Linked DNA regions of Mus musculus: region 1 is linked to region 2. The links are chromatin contacts, called in public Hi-C maps. All regions are on one chromosome and are shown on one strand. The core of a region is the stretch at or near the end of the contact, and the rest is flanking DNA. Distances in the headings are between cores, read along the strand shown.

What was found. Hi-C and Micro-C count contacts between places; a contact is called where the count stands out from the background.
Region 1: a contact with region 2 is called in a Hi-C map of CD4 T cells, with 3 times the contacts expected there. The contact joins the promoter of Gar1 here to the enhancer-like site in region 2. A contact is called at or near these places in 1 of 484 Hi-C or Micro-C datasets (CD4 T cells) and 2 of 9 other capture datasets (liver and pancreatic islet).

The regions. Positions count from the first base shown.
Region 1 is chr3:129,829,844-129,835,869 of GRCm38.p6, reverse strand. It overlaps Gar1 (GAR1 ribonucleoprotein), which reads left to right and starts at 4,474. Exons shown (of 7, transcript NM_026578.3): 1 at 4,474-4,752; 2 at 5,017-5,275. The coding sequence starts at 5,029.
Region 2 is chr3:129,600,023-129,606,553 of GRCm38.p6, reverse strand. It overlaps Elovl6 (ELOVL family member 6, elongation of long chain fatty acids (yeast)), which reads right to left. Exons shown (of 5, transcript NM_130450.2): 3 at 1,382-1,513. Among named protein-coding and RNA genes, the nearest start is that of Gm35986, 71 kb to the right of the region's middle. Within about 2 kb of position 4,108, at least 45 of the 459 cell types and tissues checked have an H3K27ac peak or open chromatin away from gene starts, as enhancers often do.

The DNA.
Region 1 (6,026 bases), core at 3,225-5,724, 230 kb before region 2:
TGATGTTTGGCTACGGTCTCTTCTTCATTAATTCCCTAACGCCTTCCCTCTGAGCTTGACCTCTGTGGCTTCAGTGGCTTTTCTGATGGTATAACCAACCCCACAGTGTCTTCCAGGCATGAGCCGAAGTCCTGCCTTCCATTCTCAGCTCAAAGTTGCTGTTTCTATTTCTTTACTGTCAACACAGTCACTCAACCAGTCATGTGATCACACACATACTCCCTTCAACCCCCACTGTGATTACAGGAGCTCCGGTTCCCCCTGAGTTATCAGAGCCTTTGGCTTTCTTCCTGGTGTCTAGACACAAAGAGACCAGCATGCACCAGGAAACGGCTTAAGTTTTCCTTTGTTAATGGGATGTTGTTGATACTATTATTTTGAGGCAGAGTGCCAGTCTCATAATGTAGCCAGGGCTGGCCTGACCCTTCCTGTGCAGACCAGGATGTCCTCAAACTACAGGGATCCTCTTTGCTCTGTCTCCTGAATACTAAAATTACAGATGTGTGCCACACCACTCCCGGCTCAAGAGCATTCTTAGTGTACCCCTGGTGAAAATGTGGTACCTTTGGGGACCAAGACCTCTATCAAACTCCACAGAATATAGTTGTAGGAACAGGGAGCCTAGAACTCTGAGCTGATCACTGGGAGCAGTGGTCAGTGTAGTCATTCCTGCCTGAATCCCTTGATTGTTCCCAGACCCGTGTATCATTTCTATGAGAGACACGACGCTAAATATGAGGCTGTGGTTAAATGTACACATGAATCCCTAGAGGATAGCAGTAGTCCTCTCGGAGGGCCGTTAACTCTCACGTTGGCTCAGCATTCAGCAAACCCTGCAATGCTATACTATCTTCTGGGGACCATGGTATGCAATACGTGGTATAATACATGGGCACAGGCTAACTTCTGCACCTCTTTTGCTGAGAGTACCCTTGGCAGGTGGGTTGTTACATAGGCTTTCTTGTTGGAAGATACGAATACTCTGAGATCCTTTGAAGCCAAAGGATTATTAGGCCTGGTATTAACGAGGCCTGCAAGCCCAAAAGACACACCAGTATCTCAAATACATCTGCAGGGGTGGAATTTTGTGACATTTGGAATTCTGGGGACTTTTCAGAGGATAAATAAACGTCAGACCCCTGAGAGGTGATGGGTTGTTATTGGGCTATTGGTTGGTGGGTTGCTTGTTGGCTGCTGTTGGTCATAGTTTATTAAGCACTCATGCACAAAGAAGAAACAACAAGAAGAAATTAGATATCCTGATGGTGAAGATCAAACTTGCCCCAAAGAACTCTGTGCCCCTAATCAGCAGGAAGTAGTCTAATGATGATAACATCACCCCCTTTCAGACCCCTGACTTTATTCAGAGATCTCTTTCCTATCCTCTCTATCTTCTTCTCTCACTTACCTACTGTTAGGGAGTTGAAAGGGTAGAAGAAAAGGGGAGGAGATTGGTGGAAGAAAGAAGAACCCACAAAGTAGCCAAAGTCAACAACAAACCATCAAGTAAGAAAATACCCCAAAGGCTTGCAAAAGGCAAATTTGTTAGTAGCATTTTCTTATTTGAGTTTTTCTTCTCTTAGGGGACTCTGGCTTGTGTCATGCAGACAAAAAAACCTAACCAACACAAGAACTGAGGGGACAGTGAATGCACACTGCCCCAGGGAGTACACACTGCCCCAAGGAGTGCACACTGACCCAGGGAATGCACACTGCCCCAGGGAGTGCACACTGCCCCAGGGAGTACACACTGCCCCAAGGAGTGCACACTGCCCCAGGGAATGCACACTGCCCCAGGGAGTGCACACTGCCCCCAGGGAGTGCAAAATGTTTATGATTTTCCTTTCTTCTGAAGATAATTCTAGTTAACTTTTATTACTATGCTTTAAATTATTGCTAAACTAGAATCAAGGTTCTCATTTGTTAAAAAAAATCACTGAACAAGTTTTAAGCCTTCGGTAATAAGTAGAATTTCTTTTTAAAAATTGATTTATTTTCTGGGCGGTGGTGGCTTATGCCTTTAATCTTAGCATTTAGGAGGTTGAGGCAGGCCCATTTCTGAGTTTGAGGCCAGGTTGGTCTACAGAGTGAGTTCCAGGACAGCTTGGGCTATGCAGAGCAACCCTGTATCAGAAAAACAACAACAACAAAAGATTTATTTTTATTTATTTATGTGTAAGTCTGTGTCATGTGTGTTTAGGTGCCCATGGAGTTCAGAAAAGGGCATTGGATCCCCTGGAGCTAGAGTTATTGATGACCATGAACCTCCTGAAGTAGTTACTAGGAGCTCAACTTGCAAAAGCAGCAAGTACACTTACCCACTGAGTCATCTCTCCAGCCAATGAGTAGAACTGGTAAGTTTAGGAACAAATAGAAGAAAGCAAAAAAAAAAAAAAGAGATTTATACATGACTAAAGATAAGTATTAAAAAGAAAATGAAAGAAAGAAACTCATCCCAGTACTTAAGACAGAGATAGAATACAAAGAGTGAAATTTTCATGATGGAATATGAAAAACTAAGAAAGTTTCACTTTCAAAGTTTGATAAACTTGGGTTACAGGCATCCAGGGCAATGCTCAACTTCTGTTTGCATGCTGGAGATTTTAACCTTGACCTTCTTTCTTGTATAGCAAGCATTCTTATCCACTGAGCTATCTCCATAGCCCCATAGGTTCACAGTGAAAACATCACTCTCTATTCAAAAGGGCACTGTATTGCACAGCCGTGTGAATGAACTTAATAGCAGGGAATAATTTAAGAATAATGACGATTTATATTATGTATATTTTGCCATAGTTAAAAAAACTTTCGCAACTATTGTGTGATATAAAGTTTATTGTTCTAGTGTGTACATTCATGCATGTATATGTGTGTATGTAAATTTTATGCAGGGGCTGTGTAAATAGTAAAATTATTTAGAGCATTCCTCCATGGTCAGAATATGGGGCTATTCTAGTGGATGGAAAATGGAGCTATTTCAGGAGAGAGGAAGAGTCTAACAAAGACAAAGAAAACAAGGCAGCAATTCTAGCCTGATGGGGCAGAGGGATGGTAAGTGCACATACTGATTACTAATCATGTAAACGGCTTTAGACACACTGCTAAGGGAAAGTGCAGGGCTATGGGGGAGCTGAGTATGAGACTATACAAAACAGCAATGGTATTAGATTCACTATATCATCAAATGCAGCACAGACGGAAGAAGTTAAGTCAACAAGCATTTATTTAGTCTGGGGCCCAGAATGGGAGATGTTGCCTGTTGTGATGTTTGAGCATCTGAATTCTTAGACTATATTGAGTGATTTGGAGTGGCAATGAAAAAGGGTAGCAGTGTCAAAAGGCTGAACTCAGCTATGACAGTACAAAGGTACTTCACAGGAATCAACAGAAACCCATCAGGTTTGATTAGAGATTGCCACAAGCCTAGAATAGAGGTAGGGATAGTGCTGATTATATGTGTGTGTGTGTGTGTGTGTGTGTATACATATATATATATGGTGTGTATGCATGTAAAATTACATATGTAATTATTACATATATTATAATTCAGTATTTTATAATTGTATGTTCTATATTACATATATTATATTATAAATATAATATATAATTGGATATATATGGTTATAACATCTAAATTTAAAGTACATTTGCCCAATTTTTAAAAATATTTGGAACTGGTGTGTACTTTTTCAAGAAGTTTACAGTTTAGAGTAACTGGCATACTGGAATTATTAATGTTTCTATATCTTTTACAAAGATCTTTCAAAAATCTATTCACAATAATCCTCTGATATGCGGATCAGTCTCTACTTTCTTTCAAATAAAAGGTGATATTGTCAAATGCCAAGAGATGTTTCAGACAATACAGATACAAAAGAAGTCAACCAAATTTAAGAACTAGAGGTCACTTCTTTTGTGATGAGTGAAGTTTTAGTGATGTAAGGAAACCGATGTCGGAGATGAGAGTGTTAAGGAGACGGGAGGTGAGGTGTCATCTATAGATGGGTGCATAGTCTCTCGGAGTTCAAAACGTACTTGATGAAGACATTGAGACCATATTTAAAAATGGTTGCCTTTCTGTCATCTCACACACAAACACACACCCTTTCCTATTTAATAATAACAGAACACGGACACACAGGCAACTTCGACACACACCCTTTCGTATTTAATAATAACAGGACACACACACACACAGAGGCAACTCCGTTGGCGGTGACAGGTTCCGACGTCCTGGGCTGAGCACCGCTTGAGTGGCCAACACTCCGTGGAGCAGAGTCAGGTCGGGACCTTCTCGCAACCCAAGAAGTGACAGAGCCCGGCGAGTAGCACCAACTGCAGCCAGCACGCTTCAGCGACGACACGCCTCACCAGCTGTTAGCACGGAAGGACTCAAACAACTCCGTTTCCAAGGGCAACGCGCCGCCACACTTCCGGAAACGTCGCGTACGGAGGGCGCTGCGATTTTGCGTCACTTCCGCCACCTCTAGCGCGGTGGCCCTTGCGTGGATGAGGTGGGGGCGGGGGGGGGTCACGCTGGACGCTATTGTTTCTCTTCCGGTGCTGTGTGCTCTACTCGGTAAGGCGTTGGGACCGCTGCGTCCGGTAGTGACGGGCCCTTCCTGCAAACCAGCCCTTCCAATTTCTAGTCTGGTAACATTGGACGGCTACGGTGGCCGAGGAGGTTTGAGCGCGCCGGAAGTGTCCCTCCGCGCGCGCGCGCCGGGCTAGGCTGGAGACGCACGTGGCGCGGTGAGTGCGGCGGAGGGCGAGCGAGGGTGAGGGCACCCGCGGGGCGGGATGCGGTGGAGAGGCATGGGATGCGGTGGCGAGCCACGGGTCGTGGGGCTGGGGCGAAGACACCGCTCTCTCTGCGCTCGCCACTTGGCTGTGTGGGCGAGTGGCAGGGCGGCGTTTACTGCTGTCCCCTTCTTGGTGGCCTGAGCGAGGCGGAGGGGACTTAGATAAATGATCGACCCGCGGTGACCGGGAGGAGCGGCCCGTCTATTTCGCCAGGCCGGAGAGAGCATGTCTTTCCGAGGCGGAGGTCGCGGAGGCTTTAATCGCGGTGGTGGAGGCGGAGGCTTCAACCGTGGCGGCGGCAGCAACAACCACTTCCGAGGGGGCGGCGGAGGCGGCGGCGGCAGTTTCAGGGGCGGAGGCGGCGGCGGCGGCGGCAGTTTCAGGGGCGGCGGCCGAGGAGGATTTGGACGAGGGGGCGGTCGTGGAGGCTTTAATAAATTTCAAGATCAAGGGCCTCCAGAACGTGTCGTCTGTAAGTCGTCTTCTGAGCTTAACCTCCTTTGCATTGGGAATAGAATCCGGTTTAAGTTATTAGTGCGTTTGTTGATAAGACTCCGAAAGGCAAGTCGCTTGAGTGCCCTGACACGTATAAGGGACTGATCATGAGAACCGAAATGCAGTGTGGAGGTGAACTTGAGTTGGGACTGAAAAGATGAGACTTAGACAACATTGAGTACCTGGCTCCTTCTAAAGGGCAGAACACTTTTTAGGATTAAGTATGATTCCTTAGTGATATAGTTGAAACACAAAGCCAAGTTTTTAGTTTTCGTAGCTCATATTTTCAGTTACCAGAAAATACCTACAGAATTCACACTCCATAACCATGCAGCCTAGTTTGAACACTCATTCCCTTGCACCCTGCAAAATCATGTTGTAAATAAGTGTGTGTACTATCTTGTGTAGGGCCACATTCATAGTTCCCTGGGTTCCATGCTGCCTGAAGTCTGTGCATTGGACACACGGATGGAGAAGGGATTTCAAAAGAAATATAAGTAGAACTTGGCTGATAGTGAGAAGAAAAGGTTCTAGTTGTTGCTAAGGTTGGGGAGTTAGTTTTGTAGGCGAATGGTATTAATCCTGGGTTACAGAAACAGAGGTGCCTTGTGTTTGCACACTTCCCAGGAAGGGATAATCACTGGTGAAGAAGTGGTAGTGGTGATGAGTTCTGAGAAAGGAGGGAGGGATCAATAAAGCCAGAGTGGTTCACATTTGAGGCTGGGGAG
Region 2 (6,531 bases), core at 2,859-5,358:
GGATAAGGGGAAAGTTAGGTATAGAGAAGAAACATGGCCCATTGAAAGCTGAGTCTGTATGAGGTACGCTAGGTGCATGGGGCACCACTGTACTTTAATCGGCTTATGCATCACAGAACGTCAAAGGAAAAAGATGCGGGGGAATACCGGAAAAGCAATTTTTCAAAAAGTCCTCTTTAGAATAAGGACTAATGAGGACATGCTTATATTGCAGGGGAGTATAAATACAAATGGAAATGTTTCTTTTGGGTTTTTAGAGACTTACAACTTAACAGGAGAAGAACTTGAAGTCTTCAGCAACAGACCCAAGCACACGCTCTTCAAATCCCCAGCCTCCCCAAATCCAGTGAAATAAAGAGTGGGCCCCGAAGTGATAAGCCATTGGGGTTCTCACACACGCAGGCAGGCAGCCAGCACACTGCATGGTGCAACTCCTGGCACTCTGGGAAAATCCTCTTCCCGAGTGATCCTAGTAAGCTTTAGGTGACTAATGAGGCTTTTAATGATACCATCTATCTTTCTTTAGTGCTAGAAAAGGTATCGTATCATCCCCCCAAATATAAAGATAGTTGTAAGATGACAGTGATGTGCTTTGTCCTACATTCCCCCTATTTTCCGCCCCATTGACCCCGCTCTTCAACCAGAGTCACAAACTTTCAAAGATTTGAAAAGCAAATCACAAATAGGACAAGTGACTTTGATAGCTCTTTTGGTGAATTCTGGCACCTGCCTGGACTCCAGCTGTGTGCTAATCAGCCTTGTGATGGCTTCTGTCACCAAATATTAGAAACAAAGGAATGTGGCTGCTTGTAGGTTGACTGAAGTCCCTGGAGAGGCCATCCCCACAGCTTCGTGTTGGGCTCTGCCAGGCACACAGGAAGAACGGGCTGTATAAAAACCCGTGACAGCAAGCATAGGGAATGCAAGTAGATGGGGCTTTGGGGCATACAGAGCAACAACATGCCCTGCTCTAGTGATGTCTACGCACTCACAGCCAGGGTTTGGCTTTCTGTCTCAGTGCCATCTTTAGATTAAGTACTCGTAACGGCTCACCCACGACCCTGGGTCCTGACTTCCAATGGACTTCACAACTTATTTGTGTGTTTTGAAATTATATATTTATATTTGGGCAACTGGAATTACTGAATGACCAACTTTGCTAGCAAATGAAACGGCCCAGGACCTCACCCAACAGAAGACCTATGTGATCTATGTGTCTATGAGTCTATGTGATCAGAACAAAGCCATTTCTCTGCACATGACTTTATGCTCAGAGTGAATTTAAAAAGGGGCTGGGGCTGGGGAGAGGAGGGTGAGATGCAAGGGTTGCATCTCTTGGCGGAGAAGAAAGCAGTGTCCTGAGGGAACGAAAGCGACCTACCTGAAGACGGCAAGAGTCAGCGACCAGAGCACGAGCGGCTTCCGAAGTTCAAACTTGGCTCGCTTGTTCATCAGATGCCGACCACCAAAGATAAAGGCAGCGTACAGCGCAGAAAACAGGAAAGACTTCTTCCTATGAAGAAGATGGACGAAACCTTGTGAGACAGGCGTGCTGAAATACCTCTCACAACAGCTCCCTGTCTTTACCGAAGGCATCTTCCTGAGTTACACGCCCCACTTCAAAGGAAAATTAATCCCCTTGGAGACATGTTCTATTGGCAAATTCATCCTGCGGTTGCCAACAGGACACAGTGAACACCGCTCAGGGTAGACAGAAGTTCTTTTCAGGGCCTAGAATCAAAAATTTCAACATAGCACCAAGCACCAAGGTACAAAAAGTGACATTTCACTGAAGTAATTGCCTTTATTCTTTTTAGATAAGTATTAACTTGCAATATTGCCATTAGTAAAAATGCATAATTATCAGACAGCACACACACACCTGATAGCCATCTGCAGGACTACTAAATGATTCTCTCTAGGTGACTTGTAGGTGACTCTAGGTGACTTAGTCAATCCCTGACTAAGGATCCCGGACTGACCAGATTAAAACCACCTTGAGGGACACAACAGTCACATGCAAGTATGTATTTAAAAAAAAATTTTTTTTTCCCCCCGAGACAGGGTTTCTCTGTGTAGCCCTGGCTGTCCTGGAACTCACTTTGTAGACCAGGCTAGCCTCAAACTCAGAAATCCGCTTGCCTCTGCCTCCCAAGTGCTGGGATTAAAGGCGTGTGCCACCATGCCCGGCTTTAAAATTTTTTTATTGATCAACTAGTATATACATATAAAAAAAACAGTTATAGTAATCAAACTGCTAGGTTCAATTTTAGATACACATTGAGATATATTTATGAGTGAGACAGTGTACCTTAGATTTGTTTTAAAATACCCCAGGAAACAAACAAAAGGTAGACCCAAAAGAAGATGGAGACTGGGCTCGTCACCTGCTCCTCTCTTGCAAACACACAGAAACCTCTTTACATGCTAAAAACATAAAAACACTTCACATTTAAAAATATCCAATAGTAAATATTTTTAGATGGATGGTTAGATTAGAAAATGTATGTGTTAAGTATTTGGAGCCTATATGAGGGCATCATGGGAGGGTGGTCACTGTGGGAGCTCCTGTGTGCCCACTCACAGCAGGATGGTGTTCGATTTTGGTGGGAGCTGTTAGATACATCAGCAAGATATCAGGACCCCCAAGTCCCACTAACTGCTGATTTATTACTGTAGAGTTTGATGATACCAAGCCATGCAGAGAGAGAGTGAGAGACTGAGAGGGGTGGGATGGGGACTTGAGAGGCCTTGTACATAGTTTAAACCTTGAAGCACACTTCTAGAGATAGAAACCCATCTCTCAGAATGGGTAATGCCAATGCAACTAGACTTAGAGGGAAATGGTCGAATAAGCTGCAAGACATGGTATTAAAACCAAAATATATTAACTAAAGAATGTAGCAGGTAAAATGCGTCATAACTCACTGCTCGGATTGTTGGCATTCACTGTGTATCCAAGAAACAGAGCTACTTACATACACCTACTTAGCGAGTCACACCCACTAAAGCTATGAATCCAGGAATCAACCAAATGTGACCCCACAACACGGCAAGGGCTTGTTGAGAAACCTTAGTCCTGGCACGAAGCAGACTCTTACTGAATACATGATGACAATCTCATGCTATCAAAGTTTTTTTTAAAAAGGGCAAATAAACAGCACATTGGTACCATAGGTCCTCAATAGACATTGAATAAATGGGCAGTTGGGGACACTGAGAGAAAATGTATTTCCCCAGCACTATATTTAAAAACAACTGCAGAAAAAACTATTCAGAAATAGATTATGGCACATTTTTCTCCTCCTCTGACAAATATTTTTCCCTCAAAAACGAAGCAAAAAAAATTAAGGCAATTTTATGGAAAATATAACTAGGCTATTATTATTCAAGAGGTACTCTCATCCATAAATGCATACACATGACTGTATTTTGGCTCTAAAATCTCCCAAGGGTATGGTATTAGATCACATAAAGGGAGACTCGCTTTTTCTATACTCATATGAAGTTAAGATACGTAATTTGTAAAGCCCATGCGTAAGCAATGACATAGAAAGAAAGAAAGAAAGAAAGAAAGAAAGAAAGAAAGAAAGAAAGGGAACCGTACTGTTGATGCAGCCAATGGTAGCATCAGACAGCATGATTCTTTTCTTTTTAGTTAGAAAGGTAAAGGTAGTGAGTTACTGCAACCACACAGTGGCTACTTTGTAAGCCTCCTGCGTGGACACCCCAGGGAAAGGTCTTGTCACTTACCCCACCTTCCACTAAAGTACTACTTCCATTTCTGAGAAAAAGAAATGGGGTTAGAGGTCAAGTGGCCCTTTGGCTCGCCTGTTCTTCTCAGTAAACTTCAGCTGAAAGCGGGGCTGGATCTCCACGGACTGACTGATGCCTTAGCAAGAAGGAAGGGCTCCCTTAGTGACCGCTGAGTAACTGAGCAGCACTGTTTTGTACAGGGAAAAGGCCAAGGTGCACACCCCACACCATCAGGCTCCAACCCCCGAGTCCCGCAGATCTGTCAAACGTTCTGCCACATCCTCCCTGCTTCTTTGAGAATGCTCAAAACACTTCCTGGAGATGACTTTTCATTTTTAAAAAAGATCTATTTTCATTTGACGTGTCTGAGTGTTTGCTTGCATACAGTAGTTACGGAGAGTTGTGAGCAGTCACGTGGGTACCCAGAACTGAACCCAGATCCTCCACCAGGGCAGCAAGTACCTTTAACCACTGAGCCGTCTCTCCCACCCCTTTGTTTATTAGTCACAAGCCTTGGTTTTGGATACATGGATTGAACTTCTTGTAATCATGTGTCAACCGAGTGAAAGGATGTCATATCCTTCTAAGTCAGCCAGAGGAAAATGCGCTTCAAGAACCAAAGAGAAGTAGTTTGACACTTTTCTTTAAAAACCTTCTATAATTTCAGGCCCGGGGGCACACACCAGCAACCCTAACATCTAGTAGAAACAGGAAGATCAGGAGTTCAAAGCCAGCTTCATCCACTTAACCACCCTGAGCTATGTGAGACCAGCTCTCTGAGGAAACATCACTCAACAACTAGACCTCCAAGGCAATCAGACCATGGCTCAGAATTGAAGATTTATAAATAAACTTAAAAGTAGAGTCTAGGGAGAGGCCACGCCACAAGAGAGGATATAAGGATCATGGCATCAGTAGCTCATCGTCACTGCATGCAATGATCAAGACCTCCCTAAAGGCTCATGGCTAATACCAAAAAGGTTGGGAGTCAGAAACGGACTGTTACGGGCTCTATGTGAGTCCCAGACAGTCAGCATGTGGAGGACATCTGCTTAAGAGCCATTACAAAAACCAAGTGCTCCAGGCAGCCTTTTCTTCATCTTTGGTGAAATGCAAACCATGCTTTGGGTGAGTTTTGAGTTAGATGGGGTTCTTCTGTAAAAAAAAACAAAATTATGGCACTTGCAAGGAGAATGGATAAAACTGGCTGTCTTAATAACAAGTGAAAGAAGCAAATTCAGAAAGACAATTGAAGACTGCTCTTTCTCACGTGTGAAAGTCGGATGGAAGAAGAAAGCAAGGGAGGAGGAGGAGGAGGAGGAGGAAGAGGCGGCTGCTGCAGCTTGACAGCAGACAGGAGACTATTTATTTGGTGCAACAGGAGGAAGGAGGATGATGGAAGGGATGTGATTCATAGTACATTACCTGTGTGTATGAAAATGTAGAGTAAAAAGCTTAAGACTCCCTTGGTAGAGAGTCACCCTCTGAAGTATTAACACACACTGCAAACCGTATATAACTACTTCATAGTTTCGATGCTTTGGCCAACTGGGCCCTTGAAGTGACTGAGAACGGGCTTTCCCACCCGTACCTCTCTGGTAAAGGCACCGCTGAAGTCAGGTGACTGACTGGCCACTGGCCTACTGTTATTTAGGGTGGATCTAATGCCCTGATGCTTCAATAGGAATCCGATAATTTTCCATTTTCCTATAGGCATTCAGGGATGGGGACAATGCGATTACGGTAATGCTTGGTTGTCAGATATTTGTAATTTCTAGGTAGCGCATAGTTACTTTGCTTAATAAACCTTACTGTACATCACACAACACAACCCTTCCTCGTGGGTGTTTAGTAAGTACTTTCTGGGTGGTGAAACAAGTTGATTACTAGGTACCAAACTAGTTAAGAGTTAGGCAAACAAAACAAAAGAAAACAACAACAACAAATCCCTAATGTGGGGCCTGAGAAGACAGGTCAACAGGTGAGAAAGATCTGAGTTCAAAGCTCTAGCACCTATGTAAAAAGCCTCACGTGGGCACATGTGCCTGAAACACCGTTACTGTTGGGCAATCAAGAGCCCTCTGGTTAGCCAGCCTAGTGGGAAACTTCTGGTCAGCAAGAAACAATTTGTCTCAGAAACAAAAACAAAAATCAACCAAATAACAGCCCCAAGAAATAATGTGGAGAACGACACAAAATATCACTCTCCTCTGGCCTCTGCAGTGTGCACAGGCACGGGCATAGGCACGCATGCACACGTGTGTGTGACACCCCTAATGTGTATTGCTATGTTGTGCTTGGACTTTTTTTTTTTAAACACGCAGACACTTTTTGTTTCTTACCTTTCTGTTATCAATAAGAAAAGTGAATAATAATGAAATTAGTCTATAACTAGTTAAATAAACTGTTAGGCGGCTACTTAGAGATTTGGATTTTTCTACATTTCTACTTTATCCCTAGTCAATCCTGGAGGTGGGCTTTTATGCTCACTAGCATAACTGAATATCTTGCATAAATTCAAACACATTAAAACAAAAACAACACCACCACCTTGTGGGATGCCTCTGAGACCAGTGCTTCGCCTGCCCCTCCTCAGTGTTTACACTGAAACCTGACAGCTATTTGCCCTCCTCCAAGAGTCAAGCAAGTTGATTTTCCAATGAAAGAACTTTTCATGTGGGTGGTATTTCAACACTGGATAACCGCTGATGAGCACCTGGGAAAGACGGCCTGAGTTCCTTCCTCGGTCTTTTATGTTCTGCCTAAATGGCCTTG